3 separate regions of the Mus musculus genome follow, and regions 1 and 3 are each linked to region 2. Evidence: chromatin contacts called from public Hi-C and promoter capture Hi-C data. All regions are on one chromosome and are shown on one strand. The core of a region is the stretch at or near the end of the contact, and the rest is flanking DNA. Distances in the headings are between cores, read along the strand shown. Region 1 holds the start of D030056L22Rik (RIKEN cDNA D030056L22 gene). Region 2 holds the start of Psat1 (phosphoserine aminotransferase 1). Region 3 holds the start of Ostf1 (osteoclast stimulating factor 1).

What was found. Hi-C and Micro-C count contacts between places; a contact is called where the count stands out from the background. Capture Hi-C pulls out chosen DNA fragments and counts their contacts.
Region 1: a Hi-C map of B cells shows a contact between it and region 2, with 6 read pairs. A contact is called at or near these places in 1 of 484 Hi-C or Micro-C datasets (B cells), 2 of 130 datasets of targeted methods (both in embryonic stem cells) and 1 of 9 other capture datasets (adipose tissue).
Region 3: a contact with region 2 is called in a promoter capture Hi-C map of adipose tissue, with 4 times the contacts expected there. A contact is called at or near these places in 1 of 39 promoter capture datasets (the HPC-7 cell line) and 2 of 9 other capture datasets (adipose tissue and liver).

Annotation. Positions count from the first base shown.
Region 1 is chr19:18,711,678-18,715,415 of GRCm38.p6, forward strand. It overlaps D030056L22Rik (RIKEN cDNA D030056L22 gene), which reads left to right and starts at 1,558. Exons shown (of 2, transcript NM_001374130.1): 1 at 1,558-1,982. The coding sequence starts at 1,647.
Region 2 is chr19:15,923,234-15,927,261 of GRCm38.p6, forward strand. Psat1 (phosphoserine aminotransferase 1) reads right to left here and starts at 1,826. Exons shown (of 9, transcript NM_177420.2): 1 at 1,631-1,826. The coding sequence starts at 1,690.
Region 3 is chr19:18,629,984-18,633,819 of GRCm38.p6, forward strand. Ostf1 (osteoclast stimulating factor 1) reads right to left here and starts at 1,830. Exons shown (of 10, transcript NM_017375.3): 1 at 1,637-1,830. The coding sequence starts at 1,670. Nmrk1 (nicotinamide riboside kinase 1) reads left to right here and starts at 2,033. Exons shown (of 9, transcript NM_145497.2): 1 at 2,033-2,098.

The sequences.
Region 1 (3,738 bases), core at 308-2,807, 2.8 Mb after region 2:
TTAAGATAAAGCTTTTAAGGCGATGCACTCTCATGTCTTCGCAGGCGCATGTGTATGTATGGCAAAATGCCACGTCTAAAAATAAGCAGCGTATTGTATGTCAGCTAGATCTTAGTATATCTTAAAATATTAGCAAATCCAAAAAAGCATCTTAGAAATACAGATAAGTGAGTGGACTGAGGGGGAAATTACAAAGAAGTAGTAATTCATGGTCCGAAACAAGACTACTTGGGGACAGGAAAGAGAAACGGGACAGTGAAGAGGCACACAGATGCTCTTTCCCTTCTGAAGCCAGGCAGGGACACTTGCGTGTTACGGTCATTTTAGCTATGCATATGCTTTATACTACCTTGTGTACATAATGCTAAGTATCACAAGGAATGAGGGGCGGGGTGGGGGGAGGGCAGCAAGATTCTGGAGAACAGAAGGAACACACCTGCCCATGTTGTATTCTATTGTGTTGGAACATGGTCTCCGCACAACAAATCATCTGTGTCACTAGTGTGAAAATGGCAATGGCGAATTTATCATTTGTTCCAGGTGGAAGAATTACCAAGTGCAAACAGGAAATGGAGCGATCAAACAGAACTTTCTGTACACTACCGATAACGCTGTTTGTGCTTGTTGGTTATTTGCTGTCCTCCCACCAATGCAAACCGTGATGGGTTTGTTTGAGCCAGTATTTTAGTCTTTCGGTAAAAGCAAAAAGTAACTCAAGGATAGAGATCTTGCCTCCCATGCCCAAGGCCGTAGGTTCAATCCCCAGTGCTGGAAGGAAGTTTCTCTGTGTAGATGGCTTACAACTACATCTAGAGATATTTAAGCATGCACATGGCGCATATTCATAAATACACCCATACACAGTACCTATCAGCTAAAACAGCTCTACCATGCCCTAGAAAGAATGTTTCTCCGGAGCGTTGATGGGCTTGGTTTCTTTTTGTTTGTTTTGTTTTTTCCTTAGTTTTGTTTGGTTACTGCGTTTTCTCCTTATCCTTGCAGCACTGGGGATAGAATCTAAGGCCTTGGGCATGGTAGGCAAGCACCCTATCCTTTAGTTACTTTTTGCTTTTTACCAAAAAAAAAAAAAAAAAAAAAAGTACGGACTTATTTCTGCCACGGTTTACATTTTTCTGCCAAGACACCACCCACTGGAGAGGTCCTGGAACCTGCAGGCCGCTGCGGGCTAAGCAGACACTTCCGCCGCCCCAGGATCGCAGCACAGAGGAAAGGGCCCCAGCGCACTTGCCGCTGGGACCTCTGAGGCCGCGGAGTCTTTCGGCCGCTCCTGCCCGAGTCCTCGCTTGGGGACCGAGAGGCGCACACACAGGGGAATGCGAACAACCGTGCAAGTCAAAAGAAGGCCGCCAGGGGGTAGCGGCCTCCTTCCATCCACATCCCCATGCCCCGCCCCCTCAGAGGGCGCACTTCCGGCCGCAAGGGCGCTCGGGAACGCGAACCGCGAGCCTCCACCAACCAGCGGCTGTGCTGGATGGGCGCAGGTGCGCGCGCATCACGGCGCAGGTTCGAAACTCCGGCGCTGCGCGGTGGCTCCCCCACAACGTCTCGTCCGCCCTCGGGACAGCCGAGCTCTGCGCTGCCCTTCGCCCTCCGCCCGCCGCCCGCGCGACCCTCGTCCCTGGCCCATGGCCAAGCGGCGTGCGGCTGAGCCGCTCACGTTCCGCGTGCCTTGGAAGCGGCTCCTGCTCAGCGACTTCCCCGAGGAGCCGCCGCTCTGGGTCCCGCCGTCTGGGACGGCTCGGCCCCTCAAGCGCCAGGGGGACGCGGGGATCATGGCGGAGCCTGCGTCTGCGCCCCGCAAGCGACGCGGCGGCGGGGACGACAGACAGGAGCTGCAGGGCTGTAGCCGGGAGCCCGGAGAGCCACCTCCTGGCGAGCAGGAGGAACCCCGGGCCGCGGGCGGCGGCGACAGAGTAGAAAGCGCGGGCAGCCCGCAGGTAGCCGACGGGGTGCACAGCCAGGTAGGTCCGCTACTCACTAGCCCGGAGCTCGGTGCCAGGCCGCGGAAGTCGGGCCATCGAGTGGGCCAGACGGGCTGGACCCTAGAGGGTCAGCTCAGTGACCAACGGGAGAGAGGCGTTTAATTTGATGGGGAATGCTGTAGAACTTCTAGCATGCTTTCCAGTAGCATTCATCAGAGGACCTGTTAACTCCTAATGTTCAGTGCTGTGAGAATGGATTGTTGGACTCACTGTCCTCTCCGCTGCTTTGTTTTGGTAGCCGCTAGCCATGTGATCAGACAGAATACACTAGAAATATAACTTGACCAAACTTATGTGTTTTAAGTGTAAGAAGAGTAGGAGCGCCAAATATGTTTTAAGATAAAGGGTCGGGTTCTGAACTGTGTTACACACGAAGCAACTTGCCGCATATTGGGTGTACTGTTTGTTAATTTTATTTTTAGACACGTGACTAGAAAACTTAAAGTGAGTGTTTTGCTTTTTCAGACAGGGTTTATCTATGTGTAGCCCTGGCTGTCCTGGAACTCACTCTGTAGACCAGGCTGGCCTTGAACTCAGAAATCCGCCTGCCACTGCCTCCCAAGTGCTGGGATTAAAGGCGTGGGCCACCACTGCCCGGCCTTCGAGTGAGTTATAACCCATACTATATATGTATCGCACAGCATTGGCCCGACTTAGGGACTCAAGAGCCTTCTTTAAAGCAGTTCTTGCATAAGTTGGTGGAGCATGAGGTGAAGAAGCAAGGGTGATTCTTAGAGCTCGCCAAACTCAGCCACCTTGGCATGCGTCTGCTCAGTGTCCTTTTCTAGTTATTTTATAACAAAGTTGATAAGATAACGGAAATTTTCTCTTCGTGTAGCCCTGGCTGTCCTGGACCAGGCTGGCCTCGAACCCAGAGATCCACATTTCCTCTTGCCTTTCGAGTGCTGAGATTAAAGGCGTTCAGGGAGATTATCTTTCAATACTACACTCACTGTTTTTAGGTGAAAGTTACTGGTTTCTTAAGCAGAAGTATTGGATGTAACTGCAGGCACCCTAGCTTTATGTGCACAGGTGATGAGAGAGACTGACTGGCCAAGGGGAGCGAGCGTTCAGTAAGCAGACACCACACCATCCAGTCCTTGCTTAGACACAGTTGGCTAGACCTGTTGGTCTTCCCTTGTTAGTAGCAGCCAGCAGAAGACCGTGAGGCCCAGGAGTGTTCTGTCAGCTCTGCTCCTTGAGTTCCTTATCTTCTGAAGAACCTTGAGAAGATAGGAATTCTCCATCTTTTCTAGCTTCCAAAGACAAAGGTTTGTTTTAAGAGCTAATCATCCAGGAGAAAAGGATGTAACAAAAAGCAAACTGGTGTCAGTGTCTGCCTGATTTCTGCTTGCTCAGATGAGGGCATAAATCCTTGCCCTAACGCTATGGATAGTCTTGTGTAGGAAATGGTGCCACAGGTGTCTTCTTTCCAAGCACAGTACTTGCCTGCTTTGTGTTGTCAGACTTAAGGATGTCACCTTTATTGTTTCATACGAACACTCACATGTGTGTGTATGCACAACTTACATGTGTATATAGAGAGGGGATACCTTAATGTATACATATACTTTTAAGTAGACAGAGCCAAGAGTGCATATGTGTTATATATAAGCTGCATTTTTAATAACAGTATAACTTTATGCAGATCAGTTGCTTAGCTAATATTGCATGGTATGGTTAAATAGCAGCAGAAATGTTTTCCTAGAGAAATAGTTAATGACACATTATTAAG
Region 2 (4,028 bases), core at 576-3,075:
TTGTACATCTACCCTCTGAAGCCAGAAGACCTCCGATACCCTGGAGCTTAAGATTTACAAGAGGTTTACTCCAGCAGTGAATTTTTCCAAGTGCCTTCCTTTAAATGATGGCCGGAGAAGTCATGGAAGAGATGGCTCAGCTGGGACAAGCACAGACTGCTCTTCCAGGAGTTGCAGTTGGAGCTCCAGAGCCCACATCAGCTAGCTCACAACCACCTCTAAGTCACTTCCTCAGGCACTTGACCCATGCGCGTACACACACCCACACACAGACACACCCATACATGAATTTTGAAAGCTTCGAAACTAAATCAAGAAGGCTTACTACATTGAAGTTAATCGCACATGCCTGTAATTCCTACATGCTGACTATTTTTGTCAACTTGACACTGTGGGCGGTGCCACCCCCGGGCTGGTGATCCTGAGTGCTATAAAGACTGAGAAAGCCACGGAGAGCAGGCCAGAAAGCAGCGCCCCTCCATGGCCTCTGCGTCAGCTCCTGCCTCCAGGTCCCTGTCCTCATTGCTTTTGATAATGAACTGTTATAGGGAACTGTGAGTGAAATAAACCCTTCCTTCCACTAGTTGCTTTTGGCCACAGTGTTTCATCACAGCAATAGTAACCCTAAGTAAGACACTGCTCTCTTGGGAGGTGGAGGCAGGAATAGTTCAAAACCAGCGTGCGGTACAAAGTAAATTCTAGGCTAGCCTGTACTGAGAGACACTGCCTTACCTAACCTGGCAAAAACAAAACAAAACAAACAAACAAACAAACAAACAAAAAACCCAGAGCTTTCCAAAACAGAGAGGGATGGGGGTGGGGGAGATCTCCCAGAAGGTCCCACAGTTCTACCAAAGACCGTCATGTAAGATGAACTGCAATGGCTGCAGAAAAAGCCCTGTTCTCAGCTTGTGTCGCTGTCCCTACAAAAGAAAGGCGTCTTTCCCTCTCTCACACTATCCTGTTTCTACCCCAACAGAGACCGTGGTGTCCCGGGGAGATCGCCAGGGTTCAACAAAAGATAATTGTACAATTCTTGGCCATGCCTGCGAGCTGTGGCAAGCGGTTACCAGATAGCAGCTTGGACAGCTGGTCCATGGGCTCCCGGCCACGAGAGGCATCTCATTCCGCACAGCTGGGGTGCGGGAGGAACCCGTGCAGGATGGGACGGGATGACACACCGATCAAGTGAATGGAACTTGGCCAAACAGACCAAAGCCTTTCAGAGTCTGAGGAGACAGGCAGGTTTCCAGGAGAAAGGCTTAAGGGCTGGGTGGGTTCGGTGGAGGCGAAGAGGGAGAAGCCGGCAGCTTTCAATTTCCGAGTTCTGAGGACTATGCTCCCAGCGCCCGGAGCTTAGCCTGCGCTCCCCGGAAGGAAACGTGCCGCCCCGACCGCCCATTCATTCACACTCCTACGCTCGCCTGTGCACGCGGGAGCCGCAGAGGCCACGCCACCAGGAGGCCGGCTGGAAGTGAACGCCCGCGTCTGTGCACAGGAGCGCATTTCGGCCTCAGCAACTATCTCTCCACGGCGGCATCCCTGCTCACCGCTGTCTGTATCTCAACACCCGCATCCCGACGCCCCACATCCCGATGCCCGCACTCCGACCAAACCCCAGCCACCTTACCGAGTGTGGCAGCTTGGCAGGCCCGGGCCCAAAGTTAACCACTTGCTTGGTGGCTTCCATGGTGCTAAGGCGACAGCAGGGGAAGTGGCAGGAGCAGAGACCACGCGAACAGCCCGCGTCTCCGGATGCAAAGGCAGAGCGGGCTTCAGCCTGCTGAGTCGGCGCTCCATTGGTTCGCTGTCTCAGGCCGCTCACTGATTGGCTCTCGCTCAGAAGCTCCCCTCCCTATTGGCCACGCTCACTATCGGAGTCTACGATCAATCAACTCCTCCTGGAGTTTAGAATTTCAATCGGCTTTAGCGGTCAACGCAAGAGAGCAGGGGATTGCACCAGCCACCCGCGTGGCGAGGTGCCTTCTGCCTTCGCGCACCTCTGGGCGCAGAGTCCCCTGCCCTGGCCTCTGAACAACTTCGAGGTGGCGCGCAAACCCATTGCTCCTGGCCCACCTCCAGCTGAGCTGGGCTATGCTGCATTTGTCCCAGAGCCAGTCCCCACTGTTCACCGGACTTTCCTAAGACCCTCACAGACACTCCGACGTAGAGACAGGACACTCAAAGAAGGAGGTGCAGCGTGTAGAAATGGTTGAAGAGTGCGGTCATAGGATTGTGACCTGGTGCACCTGATAATCCCAGCAGGGTAAATCAGGAGGATAGCTACGTGGAGGCCAGCCACACTACGTGGAGGGTCCCTGTCTCAAAAATCACATACGAAGCCTTTGTATTTGCACTTGCGCTCTAGCTCACTGCCCCACGGGTGGCTACGAACTTTGGGGGCAGCCCCACCCCACCCCTACCGCCACCCCCACCCTCATCGCGGACAGCCTCTTTCAAGTCGCTGAGTCTCTGTTCTCTCATTATCTCTTTCATGAACTGAGGAGCAGGAACCTGAATGTTGGCTCTTGTGCAGGAGGTCCTCAAGTTGTGAGGAGGTATTAACGGGAGCACAATATAGTCAGGGCCGGAGGAATGTGGCCCTGAGCCGAGCTGGGCACAGTGCCACATCTGTTCAAACTTTTCCACACAAGTTCCCTTTTCAAAGGAGTTGTGCTGGAGGCTCGCTTGAGATTCTGGAACAAGAAGGCCCCTTCTATGCTAGGGTAGTTCTTTTGAAGTCCAGAACATTTTAAAAGCATTTTTCCCTCTACTTTGCAGTTTCACCCAGATTCCTTTACTATGAAAACATTTTCCCAAGTTCTTTTGTACAATGGATGGCAGGAATAGGCACCGTGCCTACTGAGCGTTAATGCTGATCTCCGCATCTGTGGCCTCAGTTTGACAGGCGTGCAATTCAGCCTTTGAGCATTTGGGCTCTTGTTTGTTTCCCATAACCTGTAGAAGGGGTGTGGCTGTGAACAGAAACACTGCTTTGAGTCTGGGAGTAGTAGAGCAAAATTGTTAGAAAAGGCCGAATAAAGCCAGGTCCACGGCCTTCTTCAGCACCTTAGTTTAAAAACTTACATAGCTGGAGATAGGCGGTGTCTTACTGGGGAGGTAGAAGTAGAGGTAAGCCTTAAGTTCAAGGCCAGCCTGATCTACAGAGCAAATTCCAGGACAGCCAGGACTATACAAAGGAACTTGGTAAACTTTATTCACCTGATTTAACTGTTGTCTGGAGCTTAACTTAGGCCTAGTCCTGGAAGCTTCTGGCCTCTGTATAATCTAATCTAGACCCATAAAATTTTCAGCCTCTGAGATTTACTGCTCAATACGCTCACATTTTCTGGCTCTTTCCAAATTCTTGTTGGCTGGTTCAACTCCGCTGTTCTGGCTCAAAACTCCTCTTCAAGCCAGGTGATTCTATCTTGTTTCTTTCTCAAGCTCTCCTGAAATTCTCTGCTTGGCCTCATACTAACTTGGCAACCTACTCTAATCTCCTGGCTCCTCGTTCCCTGGCTTGTTCTGTCTTTACCTGTATCTAGCTTGTTTTCTCTTCAACCTGTCACTGTACAACTGTCCCAATAAGACTGCCTCCTTTCTCTCTCCCTCCCAGTCCCTCTCCTCTCCTCTCCTCTCCTCTCCTCTCCTCTCCTCTCCTCTCCTCTCCTCTCCTCTCCTCTCCTCTCCTCTCCTCTCCTCTCTGCTCTCTTTAGTAGCTTTCTTTCCTCTCCTTGTAAGAGTTGAACATATGGAGCCGGGCGTGGTGGCGCACGCCTTTAATCCCAGCACTCGGGAGGCAGAGGCAGGCGGATTTCTGAGTTCAAGGCCAGCCTGGTCCACAAAGTGAGCTCCAGGACAGCCAGAGCTATAAAGAGAAACCCTGTCTCGAAAAACCAAAAAAAAAAAAAAAAAAAAAAAAAAAAAGAGTTGAACATATTCTCCTCTGTCAAATCTTTCTCTGATTCATCACTTTGTCTGCCACTCAGCACTTTCAAACATGGCTGCTTCCTTCTATAAACCAG
Region 3 (3,836 bases), core at 580-3,079, 2.7 Mb after region 2:
ACCTGGTAGGTTACTGAGAAGTGAATGAATTCAAACACGTATGTGTGACTAGACAAGCGCCTAGCACACAGTACATGTGGGACAGTATGAAAATAAAACTTTCTGTTTTCAAGTAAGCAAGCACAAAGCTTAAGTCCTACTGACACTAATATTTCTCATTATCCATTACTAGGTAAATAAACCGACTTTCATGGCAACTCTATGTTTGGGCCTCACTTATAAATCCAAAGTGAAGTCAAAGTTCTCTCTAAATAGTAAAAATGTTTAGCCATGTGTTTTCTGGTTTGCTGGAGAGGAAAAGGCAGAGATGTAAACAACAAAACTGGTTCCCAGAGCAAACCTCGACTTAGTAACAGGCTGGGTCCTAAACCACACCCAAGGGTGCATGAACACACAAGTTCACAATCACGTACACAGGGGCAGGCTCCTGCCAACACTCACAGACTCAACACTGACTTCACTTTTACTGTGTCTGGGGGAATGAAAAACTTCACGAACCGATTCTCGGCACATTCTTCAAAATCAAGAGCTTTGTTCAGCCATCAAAGAACTCAGCTTAGTTGGACCCTCGAGGTACTTACTGACTTACAGCAGAGTTTACAAAACTGCCACCTCATACATCCGCATCTAAATTGCAAATTGCAAACTTCTCAGATTTCACGTCGAGGGCAGCCTCAACCAGCACCCGCCCAGCCTCTGCTCAGGCCAAAGCCAGTCTGAGCCACTTCCTTCATATTCCGGCCCTACAGAATTTACGTCGACAGCGAATGCCTGTTTCACAAATATGTGTGCATTATTTTCAAAGTCAGGGGCTTGATGCTGCCACAAAAGAAGGAAACTGGATAATTATTGAAGTTGAAGTGACTGTCACTTTAGTAAAACAAACAAACAAGCAAAGCAAAACCAATAAAACAACCTCAAGGGCAAAAAAAAAAAAAAAAAAAAATCACTGAAGCAGCAGCATAAGCAGCTATAAAAGTTGATGTAAATGGCTTTCAGCCTTTGTAATACCAAAGCTGCAGGAGATTAGGAAAAGGGGTCTGGGAATTCATCAAACATTCATCTCCCATTTTTTTACGATCCCTGTCAATTCCCTATCCAAATGAAAATTCCCACGAGTTTATTTAGTCTCGTTTCTCCATATCACAGAAAACACTCTAAGAACAACGTTTTTAAAAGTGAACCAGGAAGGGCGGTCAAGAAAACTGCTTTGAGGAACTTCGTACTCTCTCCAGTTTAGTTCGCGAGAGTCACCCTAAGCAAAAACACTAGGATGCATGACAGAGCGACACTGCCTAAAGCTAGGAGCCGAGAGGGTTGCAGCCCGGCTGTCCCGCTGGCAGCGCCCGAGCAGCTCTCCAAAGCTCCCGGGAGACCTCGGGTCCCTGGCCCGCTCCAGCCCGGGCGCAAACCCCACCCAGCCGCAGCGCACTTCCCGTTCGCCTGCCGGTCAAGAACTCCAACTTGACAGCGACAGGGCGAAATATGAGGAAGTGGCCGCGACCGAGGTGCTGCCACCACACCGCTAGAACGTCCTGGCGAGCCGTGTGGACAGAGTCCGAGGACGCTCCTCGGGAACTCGAGCACCGGGTCCCGCAGCCTGGAGACCCGCACGCGCAGCGCACACCACTCTTACCTGGTTTGACCGGTTTGGGAGGTGGCTTGGACATGGCGCTACACGGAGCGACCAGGCTCAGCCGCGGGAGCCCCACACGCACACGAGAACTGGGCGCCAAGCCTGCGCTGGCCGCGGCCGCTCCGGATCCGCGCGCAACCCGATGCGGGACACTCGGACCAGCGAGCTCCGCAGACAGCCCGGCCTTCCCACCAGGAAGTGGCCGCGCCTCGCCGGCTGCTGATTGGCTGCGGCGGGGAGCCCGGCCGAACCTCAGAGGTCCAGCCTGCTCCGGCACGCCGGAGCCCCGCCTTTCTCTTGGGGGAGGAGCTTTACAGTAGCCACGCCCTCAGGCCCTGCGTAGGGGAGGCTATGAAAGCGCAGTGGACTTCGCTGCCTAGGTGAGCACCGGGCAGTGGTAGGCATGAAACGCTCTTGAAGCTTGCTCTGCGACCCTGCTGGGAAGGATTCGAACCCGCTTCGGTGAGTACCCACTGCCTGCTGCGTACACACGGCGAGGCCTGGGAATCTTCAAGAGTCTCCTTCGCTGTATGTACCAGGAACCTGATCGTGTCTAGGGAAACCGCGGTGGGACTTAGATGCTCCTAAAAAGCAACTAGACACTGCTAGCTGTAGGAGACCCCACATTTGCTAGCTGGAGAATCGGGTCTTGATCCCCCACGGGACAGGACAGCTTTTTCTACAGCATCTGGTTAACAAACTCCAACCCACTTGCTGCCTGGCTTTTATAAAGACTTCTAACAGTGCTTTTGGCGTTTTTTAAATAGCTGAGACAAAAGCATAGTATTTTGTGGCACACGAAAGTTAGGGGAAACTTAGATTTCCGTGACCATAAAATTTTATTAGAACACAGCATGCTCGTTTGCTTATGCATTGGCTTTCTTATTACAATTTCAGAGTTGAATAGTTACCCGCGAAGTCAAAACTATACTACTGGCTGGTACTTTATACAAGTTGCCCAACACGAGAGTTTATGTTCACACATAAGTAAACTCACAATGTCACAGTCAATATTATATGCCTATTGTATATTAGGGGTAATAAAAATGAAAATACTGGTTATGTAAGAAACTACAGGGTCAGCACAATGGTCCAGCTGCCCCTGCTGCCAAACCTGATGAGCAGAGTTCAGCCTCTAGCACCCACACTTTGGAAAGAGAACTCCCAGGAGACCTATGACCTGAGCATGTGTTCTGTGGTGAACCATGGCATGCACCTGCCCACACACATGCACCGCAACCTAGATACAAATGTAAGAAAGCAACTTTTTAAAAAAGAACCTCCACAAAATGGACCTTCAACATGTCTATTGAAGGTTAATTTACGGGGAAAAAAGTGACTGAAACTTCAAGGGGCAAAGGTTAGCAGGAGCTTGGTCATGGCTATGCCCCCAGGCCTTGCTTACCAGGAACTCTACCTGTGGGGGATTTCTGCTTACCAAAAGGGTTCAAAGTTGAAATTAGTCCTATTCATGGGAGCGTATCCAGATAACTGTAGCCTGAACCTCACGGAAGTCCTGAAACCTGGGCCTTGAAGTCATCTGAAGAGCATGTGTGTTTGCTCTTGTGTTTCTCAGATTTGATTGATGGTGGAGTTCTTGCCGCCTGCTGACTCTTCCCATCCTCCTGGGAATCATTCTGTGCTTTAGAAGTCTCTGTTCAGAGTGGAATAGATTGAATATAAACATAAGCCAACTATGAAGAAGATTTAACATTTCACTGGGATTAAATCAAAGATAGTTTTAAACAATTCTGCGTATGAGCCAGTCTTGGCGAGGCTTGCCTATGATCCCAGTACTTTTAGGAAGGTAGCTTTGCCACAGAGGCAGCCGTGGCTGTGTGGCAAGTTCCTGACCAGCCTGGACTCTGCATAGTGAGATTCTGTCTCAACAGATAAATAATATAACAAATAAGAATGATAAGTAAGTGTGAAAAAGATAAATGGCTCATTTAAGGTTTGCTCCTCTCCCATCTTGTTCTTCTCCCTCTCTGTGGAAAGGATACTAGCGGCCAAGAAGACACTGCATAAATATCCCACAGGATTCAAGCTGACAGGATACCCTGACTTCAAGACTCTGAAAGGTCCAAAAGGTGGTCTCTCCAGAGACATTAAGATGTACAGTTTGTCTTGGCTCTGAGTTGTGTGTGCTTCACAACATCTCTGCTGCAAGCCAGGTGTACAGACACACACCTGCAATCCC